2 separate regions of the Mus musculus genome follow, and region 1 is linked to region 2. A link is a contact called in public HiChIP or PLAC-seq data. All regions are on one chromosome and are shown on one strand. Each heading gives the region's core, a stretch centred on a gene start, on an enhancer-like site or on the middle of the called end of the contact. The rest is flanking DNA. Distances are from core to core; before and after follow the strand shown.

The links. HiChIP or PLAC-seq counts read pairs in DNA pulled down with a chosen protein or histone mark.
Region 1: a CTCF HiChIP or PLAC-seq map of the NIH/3T3 cell line shows a contact between it and region 2, with 7 read pairs. The contact joins two enhancer-like sites. A contact is called at or near these places in 1 of 15 datasets of contacts at CTCF or cohesin (the NIH/3T3 cell line) and 1 of 115 datasets of contacts at active chromatin or transcription factors (SST interneurons).

The regions. Positions count from the first base shown.
Region 1 is chr15:103,124,663-103,130,346 of GRCm38.p6, reverse strand. D930007P13Rik (Riken cDNA D930007P13 gene) reads left to right here. Exons shown (of 7, transcript NR_045743.1): 4 at 3,309-3,388; 5 at 4,109-4,329; 6 at 4,480-4,596. Among named protein-coding and RNA genes, the nearest start is that of D930007P13Rik, 19 kb to the left of the region's middle. Within about 2 kb of position 2,151, at least 26 of the 459 cell types and tissues checked have an H3K27ac peak or open chromatin away from gene starts, as enhancers often do. A contact at or near this core is called in the NIH/3T3 cell line, where this site is marked.
Region 2 is chr15:102,798,185-102,803,798 of GRCm38.p6, reverse strand. All of the region lies in intron 6 of Gm36560 (a long non-coding RNA gene), which reads right to left. Among named protein-coding and RNA genes, the nearest start is that of Gm36560, 47 kb to the right of the region's middle. Within about 2 kb of position 1,363, at least 59 of the 459 cell types and tissues checked have an H3K27ac peak or open chromatin away from gene starts, as enhancers often do. A contact at or near this core is called in the NIH/3T3 cell line, where this site is marked.

The DNA.
Region 1 (5,684 bases), core at 902-3,401, 330 kb before region 2:
AAGTTGATGTGGAATAGTTCCCTCTCCTTGCTGAGCCTCAGAAGCAGGGCTCCTATTAATTTCCACTTCCCTGGCCTACCATGGTGCCTGGCATCTATGTGTATAACTGGCTGAGAGCCTGACTACAGAGGAGAGCACACCAATGAACTCGTTCAAGTCCCTGCTCTGCTTCTTTCTAGCTCTGTGATCCCCGAGCAAGCAGTTTCTCTGGTCAGCTTTGTAGTTGTACCATGAGGTGCTGGGGCCTCCCTGTTCTGAGATTCTGTGTATCCATGGTGGTAAGACTAGAGACAGGCCCAGCGGCAGACTGACACACAGCCACTTCCTAGAGGGAAGGTTAAGTGGTAAGCCATGGATGGTGTTGAAATTGAGTTGGGCGGGTTATAGATCCAGAGAAAGTAGGTGAGTGTGAATTCTAGGCATATCCGCATGAAATGAGGACACTTTCTTATTGCTTATATTTTCAATTTATTTATATTTAAAAGGTTGAGAACTAAACTAGGCTTGGTGGTGCATGCCTTTAATTCCAGCACTTGGGAAGCAGAGGCAGGGGGAGCTCTGTGAATTTGAGGTCACTTTGATCTACATACTGAGTTCCAGGACAGCTAGGACTATGTAGAGTATTGCAAAAAGCAGACAGACAAAAGGGGGAGCTTAACACACAGAGTACTACAAGACTCCACTATTTGAGGTTTGTCTGGTCCTCTCAATCCCCTCGTGTGGGCTCTATTCTGTTTCTCTTCCCCTTGACAACTGCTGGGGGAGAATCTGCCCTTCCATCCCTTAGAACCAGCCCTGTGACTTGGCATCAGGCCTTCTCAGGTCCCCACTGGGATGCCGGGGCTGCAGAAGCTTGGCAAGTTTCCAGTGGGCGCCCCTGGTGAGGTCTGCTGCTGCTGCTACCTCAGGGACCGGAGTTTCCCATCACCCTGGGTTCCCATACTTCTGTCTTCCGGCCCACAGCCAAGATATCCTGCCTTCCATCCCCGACCCTGACCTCTGGAGCCCTTCTTAGCCTGAGAACAGGCTCCTTGTTTTATCACCCTACTCTGAGAATACTGAGGCTGGAATTCTAAGAGACCAGAAAAACTCTTCCAAAGTGTGAAGAAGGGGGAGGGCTCCTGAGTGAATGAGACCCCCATCCTACATTTCTGCTTCTGACTAGCCCTCATTTTCCCACATCACCCCTGGGAGAGGAGTTGGTGGAGGCTGCAGAGAGTACCCCCAAACTTCTGAGCTTCACATACCTTACCGACAGGAGATGTTCCTTGCAGGGAGCTGAAGGGGAGTCAGTACCTGTGCAAGGCACCCTAGGGTCCTGTCCCTTACATCTCCCACTCTCTTGTGGTCCCTAAGGATCTTGGATATATCCAGAGACCAAGGAGCGGCTGCCCCTCAGTCCTGCTCTAGAGAGAAGAAGAGAAAGGCCATGGGAAAATCCCTGGGAAAAAAAAAGTTAAGGAAGGGTGGTGGCTCCCTCCTCCCAGCAGCCTAATAAAATCCACCTTTGAAGACAGGCAGAAGAACCCAGGGGGTGAAGTTGAGGGCAGAGGAGGGTCTGTGGTTGCTGGGGGCTGAAATTGCTCTTAGTGAGTCCTGGCAAGATCCCAAAAAGGAAAATGCCAGGGCTCTGTAAGTAAAGTTTGGCTGTGAGCATGAATATCAGAGAATCTCATCTTGAGTAGGTGTGAGGGCCCCAGAGGCTGGAGCTGAGTCACACATTTCTTACTTTATGAGATATTTGCTTACAGGAGACCCAGAGAGGGAAAAGATCCAGGCTGAGTCACACAGCATTTGTGTGTTCCTCATTGTTGGCTGGGCCTGGCTTTCTCCTGCTTTCTCTCTTTTCCTTCATATAAATTTAAAAATACTTCTGTTCTCCACTCTCAGCAAACACTATGCTTATTCCAAACACTCTTCCTCCTCAATAGTTACCTGTGAACTTTGACCTCAGGAATCCACTTTGGGGAGGGCACTTGGAGAAAACAAGATAGATCTCCTTAACTCTCCCAAGGGCTTGCAGGTGGCCTGCTAAATTGCCCCTTCAAAGGAAAATTAAAGCAATGTGTGTTTTATGGAGTGCTGTTTTGGGCTGTAGCTAGGGTGGAGTTACAGGCTCAGGACTGAGGCATGTCGGGGTGAGATACCTGGACCAGCAGAGCCCAACATGTCTGCTTCACTCCCTGGTACCCCACTTCCTGTCAGAGTAGACAAGCCCAAAGAACCTACCCCAGGAACTACTTCCTGTAGTATTTTTTTCTCTCACAAGGAAGCCCTGGGAAGCACATGTCCCCTCTGGGGCCCCACCTCTTGGATTTCTGAGACCACATTGCCAGGGTCTAAGCCTGGGATCTGTAACACCCCAGGGTATTTTTCTGACAGGCTGCCAGTGTAGAGAAAAGAGGACCCCTCTGTTTAGGCTCCAGGCCATCTTGCTCTTGGCCCTGCAGTGTTTCCTTCTGACAGTCAAACTAATTTTTTGTTTCTTTTCCTTTTTCTTTTTCTCTCTATTTTTGGCTTTGCGACAGGGGTTCATTTAACCCATGATGGTTTGGAATTTGATATGTAGCCAAGGATGTTCTGGAATTTCTGACTCCTACCTTTACTTCCTGAGTGCTGGGAATACATGCTTATATCGCCACACCCATCTTATAACGTGGTGAGGATTGAACCCAGGGCTTTGGGCATTTTAGGCCAACACTTTACCAACTCTTCAGCTCCTAGGTCCCCGTTTGTTGTGGGATTCAGAGTGAGTCATTTTGTTTTCCTTTTCGTTCTTTATTTCCAGGGAGGTCTTTTTGAAAAGAGGATCTAAAGTAATCATTCCTAATAGAATGCTCGTGGCAGAGGAAGCCCCAGTCTGCTTGTTATGGTTTTAATATGAAATATTTCCCCACAGGCTTGCATGTGGAACCAATTGGTCCCCAGCTGGGGGCGCTGTTTTAGGGTGTGATGGAAACATTAGGAGGTGGAGCTTAGATGGAGGAAGGCAACTGGGGCATACCTCTGGAGGGTCCTGTTCCTGGTTTCCATAAGCTGAGTAACTCTGTCCTCTACATCATCACAGCTATGATGCTCTGCTCCACTGGACACAGTGTTGCCCAGGCCATAGTTAAAGGCCTGAAACTGTGAGCAGAGACATGGCCTTTGAAGTTGTTCCTCAAGTCATTGTCTCAGTGACAGAAAACCCAACACTACCCCAGATGAATTCTTCATTGTTCAACTAAGGGCAAGGGCATGTCTCAGGGAAAGAGCCTGGGTAAAAGAAAATCTAGGTTCTGATTCTGACCCAAGTCTCTTCTTTTTAGGCCTTATTTTTCCCATGTGTAAGACATGGAGCTGGAATCCGTGAACTTCAAAGGTCCTTTAGAGGTGGCTGAAAGCCTAGGTAAATGAGTGCAGGACAATGATAATAGCCAATGTATTTGACCCCTAGAATGTGCTCGGTCCTACGTGTTGTGCATTTTCCATAGGCTGTCCTATTTAAGATTCAACCACATGATTATATAGCATTATGTAATTGCATAGTGAGACTTGTTCTCCAGAAGAAAAAGTCCTATGAGTAAAATAAGACACAGAGAAGCTAAGTAACTGAGGACTTCTTTTTTGGTTTTGTTTTGTTTTCTTATTTTGAGAGAGGGCCTTACTGTGTAGTTCAGTCTGATTTTGAACCGGAGATCCTCCTTCTTCAGCCTCCCGAGTCCTGGGATTGCAGGCATGTGCTGCCATACCAAGCTCTAAATCGTGGCTTCTTGGAGGAGGCCTTGTAAAGCTGAGAGGAGGTTTAGCTTTGTAGAGAGGGACTCCAGGAAGCTCTGAGGGTTCCTGGCCAGAGCATCACACGTATAATGCTATAGAAGAGCTCTTCCCTGGGTTAGGGATGTAGCTCTACGGTAGAACACTTCTCAAGCATCAGTGAGGCCTCCAAGAACTGAGAAAAGAAAGGCTTGCTCTTTAGCCAAATGTGGTAGCACACATCTCCAATCCCAGCACTTGGAGTCTTAGGCAAGAGGATCATGGGTTTGAGGCTGGCCTCTGTTACATAGTGAGACTTGTTCTCTCCAGAAGAAAAAGTCCAAAGCCCTTGTTTGTCTCTCATCTGCACCAGGAGGCCCTGTGCCAGGAACTGGAGTAGCCCAGCCCACAGAGTCCTGAGTGCTGCTCCTACCCCACCCCACCCCACACACAGTTCCTCTTCCTCTCGGTACTCCATATTGCGGCCACTTCTGCAAGGCTGGGCTGCTTGAACTCCGTGTTGGATTTGGCTTCTTCCTCAGAAGACAATTTATGGCGACATGTCGGAGACTCTGTTTTAATGAAGTTGCAAAAGTAGGTTAATGGGCTGTGGGTGTTTTTCATCCCCTCCCCCTGCCCCATCTCCACCCCTGGGCAGATGAGTGATGTATCTACCAGTAAGAGGCAGAGTCGGATCCAGCCTGGACTTACAAGCTCACACATCTATCCTTGGTCTCCCCCTAGGCTCCTCAGTCTCAGTCGTCTCCGCCACTAGGTAGGAGCTCGGAATGTCTAGCCCTAGTCCGTCCGATACTTGGATGGAGCTTCCTCTCCTGCCTCGAGGGAGGGACAGGTCATAAGGTGAGTGAGGATTCTGGAAAGAAGAAAGCTAGAATAAAGGAGAATGCGTGTCTTTGGACATCAGAAGCCAGGGTGTGTAGAGCTGTGGTGAGTGTGAATGTCAGTGACCTTGAATGTCAAGGTAGGTTTTGTTGGAGGAGGACCTGAGTTTCTGGAGCTCTTCCAGGTGCTGCCCTTGCCTCTCAGGTTCATGTCTTTGCCTCCTGGTCCAGTGCCTGCTGTATAGCTGCTCTTACAATGGTGCATAGGAACAGGAGGCTCTTTCTCTACCCCAAGTCTCCAGGGCATCCTTGTTACCTCTGAATGGCCCTCAGCTTGCTTCTCATAGACTGTCCCTATGCAATTCCCCACCCAATCCCTGACCATACATACATCTCAGGAAGTTTGACAGGATTAAGCTGTGGAAAACTTCCCTGTTTGCTTGCCTGGATATTCAGTGAAGGTCTGTCATCCTGGATGTTTGGGGTTTCCTGTAAGAAGGTTCCAGATTTTTCCCATGGACTCTCCCTGTGTTGGGAATACCCAAGGCAGGACTCTCAGCAAGATGTGGGAGCTCAAAGCTTGCTTAGGAACACATAAACATACCCTGGAGGATCTTGCTGATAACCACACCCCTCTGCCTAGTCCTTCCACTCTGCAGGAAGTCAGTCTGCTCTGCAGTCAGCCAGGGCAGCAAGGGTCCTCCTCCAGTTTAAGGCCTTTCACAGCCCACTAATGAGGCTGTGGATCACATTTTGGATTTGGACACTAAAGCAGGGTAGAACATTGCCCAGCTGCCTGGCTATTTGGCAACTTCATTTCCCATCTCCTTTGGACACCTTTGTCATCCTTTCCAAGGCCCCTCATTGTCTCCTGCCATTACAAACTCTTCTCCCTAGATCTCAAACACTGCCTGCAACTGAGCACCGGCTGCTTTGGATGGGCTCTCCCTCCTATGCTTTCTCCCCAGCCCAGATAGGACTTAACTTTTCCAGGTCCTTGCTTTCACTGAGTATTGCTGGGGGTGAGGCATGGCGTGTTCACAGAGTGCCCCTGGGCTGGTGCAGGACTTCAGTTGCGACTGCAGGATCCAGTCGGTGCTACCTTGT
Region 2 (5,614 bases), core at 114-2,613:
TCTCTGTTATCTCAGCGTCGTTACAAATGGAATAATTGGTCATAAAAATTATGCAGCCTGTTGGAAAAGAAATAACACACGTGCTCATTATAGATTCCTGAGATAGCTTCTCCTCACTAAAATTTTATGTTTTTCCCATTTACCAGCTATCACCAATATACACCCCCAATCTCCAAGTTCCCCAAATCGGGACAACCTTAGAAAAGAAGCCTAATAAACAATACGGGCTTAAAGTCACAACCTTACCACAAATTTTGCTCAACCAAAGCAACCCAATGTGACCTAAAAGTGAGTTCAGAAAAATGCATATTCTTTCTCTCACCAAGGAACTGCAAATGAGTTAACTTATCATACTCTCTGAACCAGAAGGGTATGATTCCTTCACATTCCCCCCTCCTCAGCCTCTACTGCACTTCCATGAAGTGGACACAGAGGAGGGGGCCACCTCTCCTGGCTTGCAAGGAGCCCTCCACCAGGTGAGAAGAGTGGACATGTTGAGGGCACAGAGACACTGAGTGTTCTAGCAGTAGTTTAGGGTCAGCATTGGTATGACCTACGGGAGCAAGACATCTGACTACAGATGATGTAAGCAATCTCATGCCAGCCCTAGATAAGACACCCAGGACCAGATCACAGCATGCGGCAGACTTCAAAGGATTGCTCCTAAGGGTGATAACCTTGGACATGACAAGGGACACTCGTGGGATCTTTTGCTCAGACTGTGGTATCTCGGGTCTCTGCTCTAGAGACCACTGTTATTAGAACAAGAAACACATCGCCTCACCAATAGAGCCTCCACGCAGAGACCCAAGGACCAAGAAAAACAAAGCATGACTCTAGGCAAAGAGACATTTTGTGTACATTATTTTCCCACACAACAGTCCACAGCCCTCTCAAGGTTGTCCTAAAACACCTTGTTCTTCAGTTACTGCATAGCCCCTAAAAACAAAACCTACACAAGTAGATCTTGGATCCTGGCATCCTCTTTTGAAGATGAGAGAGGAGGGCCAGGCAAAAGCCCAAGAATTCAAACTCGCAGCACTAGCTAACCTTTGCCTCCATGGGACACAGCTCTCTAATACCTGAGACTAGAGGAAGATGCTCCCACTCCTGTGGATCCCCAGAAAGAGAAAGAACAAAAAAAAAAAAAAAAAACAGGAAGGCTGGCTCCGAGCCAAGCAGACTCAGACTGGCTCCAGTTTTTCCCAGCTGTGGACTCAACTTCTTGGAGTGAGACTGGATGATTGCTATGCGAAGAACAGGTTTGACTCCCACACCCTGTCTCCGCTCTCCATGCCCCTCCTCGATCCCTTTCAGTGGAGTGAGGAAGAAGGAGAGAATTACACTGGCTCCTCAGCCTTTCCCAGCTACAGTCAGCCCTCCTACAAAGGATGAGTCAGCACCAGCCATGGAGACAGAAACCAACCGCTGAGAGCCCGGCTGGGTTTTGAGACAAGCACCACTGACTGACTAGACATGGTCAGCCAACTTCCAAGTGAATTTTAGGGACCTGAATCTCCGTTCTGCCTCAGTAAGAAGCAGACAGTTGGGGACCTTCTCCTTATGTGAGCCTCCTGCCTTGCTCATGAGAATGGAGGCTCCTGGGCCTTCTCAGCTTCTCTCTAGGCCTTTCTAGGCCATTCTCTCAGAACCCCAGGAAGTCCAAGCATACAAAATACTGTTCTTTCCCTCCTCAACAATATCCATGCCATCTGAATCTAGGCTACAGGTGTTGATTTTTTTTTTTTTTTTTACTTATAAACACCTGCAAAATAAATTACTTATCACTCTCTTGTGGCCGTGTTTCTTAGGCTTCAACATGCACACTATAATCTGGAGGTCTTGTTAAAATGAGAATTACTGTTCAGTAAGTCAGGGGTGGAGCCTGGGACTCTGCACTTCTGACAAACTCCTCAGTGATGTTAATGTTGCCAGGACATGGACCACAGTTTGAGCACTGAGGATCTAGAAAAAGAGAGCACTGAACTGGGGACTCTTCTTGGCTGAGAAGGAAATAAGATAAATAAGAACAGCCTGACAAGCAATCCAGCTGAATATGTGTGTATGCGGGGAGACAACAAGGTCATCACATAGCAGTTGGGGCATTTGAGGATGCCGATAAGAGGGTCTCTTAAAGCAGGACAAATTAGGAATGGGATATGAAAATGAGGACCAACCGAACCAAGAGGAAAGTGGGGTGGACCATACCTAAGGATCAGATGGGAAAAGATGACTTACATGAGGGCCAGGCCCCAGAACTGCCTCTCAGAGAGGAACTCCAAACCAAGAAGTGACAGGAGCCCATCAGAACAAGTCTACAGAGGCCAAGTGGAGAGGATTCTCAGGATTTATCAGAACTACATAATGTGGTCAGATGATGCTAAGGAGCTGAGTGAGTTAGAGGAAGGGTGCCAAGGACGGCAGCAAGGGGGAGCCAGGAGGTAGTGTAGTAAGTACGGACTTTGATCTTGGGAAGATGAGACCATTCAAGAGACCGCTGTGAGTGTGCTTGATGCACTTCTAAACACTGGTTAAGATGGCACGTTTCACACTGTGTCTGTCTTACCACAAAAATGCTACAGCGAAGGCAGGAGCCCTAGGAAGACGGCACCACCATATAAAAGGATGAAAATCCAAGCCCATTTTAATGCTGAGGACATGGTTTTTAAAGATGATCCTCCTGAGGCAAAAACAAACCCCGGAGCCTCCTCTTAATCCCTGCTGATGCTGCTCAGCCTCTTAAGGATGGGGGGACATTACAAATGGGTTTCTGTTGTGCCTCTGAGCTCCACCAGTTCATACTGAGTCATTAGCCCAGCTCTGCAAGTATCAGGCATGAGTCTCCTCGCTCAACAGCCTGTACATGAAAGAACTGGCCACCGACAGAGAAAGCCAAGCTCTTAAAACGCCAGGCTCCAAGTTCTTGGGAACATGGCTTCCATAAGGATATCGGGGAGATGCAGGGTTGAGCTGAAATAGTCAAAAATAAAATAAACTATGCACCTAGCCAACACAGGGAATGAATGGGGAGAAAATTGAGAAGATGCATGATTGGGCAAGAAAAGGGGGTGAAAACAATGGAAAACCTGGGGCTGGAACTATAACTTGGTTGGTAGAGTACTTGCCTAGCATGCACAAAGCCCTGGGTTCAATCACTAACACCATATCAAACCATGATGACACATACCTGTAACCTCAGCCCTGCCTCAAAAAAAAAAAAAAATCTATAGCAGTATAATGCATAAAAGTTTCTACCAAGCCCCAACTGTGACAAAATAGGCTTGCTTTAAAGGATGAGCCTCAAACTAGATGCTTGGGGGGGGGGGGAAGCCCTGACAATATTTCAAGGCACTCAGAAAGAATTCGGGAAAGAAACTACTTCAGGCAGCCAGGAGGCAGGGATAGGAGAGAGGACACTCCCGGACAGTCAACCAGCATCCTGACACCCGTTGTGTGGATACATCCAATGGAAAAACAGGAGTGTCTGAGACCCTTCTGCAGCCCAGCCATCAGGGTTAGCTCAGCCATGATCCCAAACAGCTGGGAGGAGGCTAGCCTTTCATCATTGGATCCGGGAATGTTCCTGGTCCTTGGGCAGCATCTGCCCCTACTCTCTGCCTCCACCCTCTGTAGCTAATGGAGTGAATCCAGCCAGCTGCTCTCAAGTTGTTAGTAGGAACAGGGCTTGATGACATTTTCTGACTCAGGGAGCCTTGTTAGACTTAATTTCAATTGGAAATCCATCATGCAGGATCAAGCACCACTACCGCTCTCCCATGTAATCCCCAGACTCCTCCCGGATCATCACGGCAATGTCTGACTCCAAGGACGATGCTCTGAAATAGAGGACGTTCTCCTATGGCTTGTATTCTCATACCTAGGTGGGTAAATGATTCGTTCTCTGTTCTCATTCTACTACCACAGTGAAGGCCACTTATCTGTGCCAAGAAGAATGTGTTAAAGGGATGTGGGTCCATGGGCTATGGCAACCAACAAATCATTTTACATGTATAATAGGTGAGGCGAGACTGAGGTTGAGGCAATTCAGAATTGTCTAAAATTGCCTTTTGAATTTTTTTGTTTGTAGAAGGAAATTAATCTCTTCATTTCTCTTTTAAAATGTTTCACACTTTCTATATATGTAAATATCTTCATACATGTGTATATATGCACACATATATACATGGTTGAATGTATGCAGGTGGCACACTTGTGGCTTGAAGTGCATATGAAGGTCAGAGGACAACTTATAGGAGTCAGTTCTCTCTTCCACCATGTGGGTACAGGGACTGGACTAGGGTCATCAGGCTAGGCTGCAAGCAGTTTTACACACAGAGATATCGTGTCACCTCTGTCCATCATTTCTACAGTGAAAAGTGGAGAAGGGAATCTTATCTAACATTCACAACGTTTTTATATGTCTATTTTACCAACGCTTTCAACTACTTTTCACAAGCAACCGAGAAAATGAGGGAAATGGCCATTAAAGTGAGGCTTATTGAGGGAGGGAGGAAGGAAGGAAGGAAGGAAGGAAGGAAGGAAGGAAGGAAGGAAGGGGTCTGACTAAGGTTAGGCATTGATAAGAACCTAGCTTTAGGCAGGCATCATAGAACACTAGAATTCACTAAAGGACAGAGTCAGCTTAGCCTATTACAGCTAAGAGGCTTTGGGAAAAGGTCAAGGGGTTTCAAGAGTCATATTGCATATGAACTCCTCTGTTACTTTCATACTTCCACTACAAGATTCTCAACTTCTTCAAAGGGCTGGCTCTCGACCTGAGAGCCATCCAGAGAACCTGACATTAAATATGCACTCCATAAATATATTACCAAAAGGCAGAAGCAAGGAAAGGGAAGGTTGGAAGAACTGAGGAATTGTAGGGAATAGCAAAGGCTGGGAAGAAACTAGGAGGACCCTCAAAAGGACATACAGGCTATATTCAACAGAAGGAGGAAGGACAGGCACTGTCAGGGAGGGATACTAGAAAGAACCAGGGGCTACCTAATGGACCCAGGAGAGAGGTAGGGTCTCAGAGAAGAAAAGAGGGCTACTGGGAAATTTCTGTGCTAGAGGCACCTGTTTAGTTTCAACACTCAGGGCTGCCTGTCAGAAAAGGTAACTCCTCCAGGCCTTACAGATAAGTCAGGGTCTTTGTCAGGTGCTGAGGCTACAAGGCTGAGGAGAGCTTAGCACAACGCAGACAAAAGGGAGACAGGTATTTATTCAAAAAACATCCTGCAGCCAATCCCCGTGGATGGAGGAGCCAGCTTTGGCAGGTGCTGTTCTCTGAAGTCACTAGACAAGCCAGGCCAGTGGAAGGAATTCGGGGAGCACATAGGAGCCACTGTGCCCAAGACATGATCTCATTGTGCTAAGCATCTGGGTACCCACCTCAACCTGGAGCCAGTTACAAAAGGGGTATGACTGGGACAAGCGTCAGGGTACTCTGGGACAGGAGACAGGTTAAATCCTTCATGTGCAGTGTGGGTTGGTTTGTTCTAGAATCATCCAAGCACTGTGGCCCTCATAGGGAAAGTCGGTAGAATTGGACAGCCAGGGTTTTTGTAACGTTCCATGTTCATGTGAGACACTTGAGCTCTGGGAGCAGTGGCTC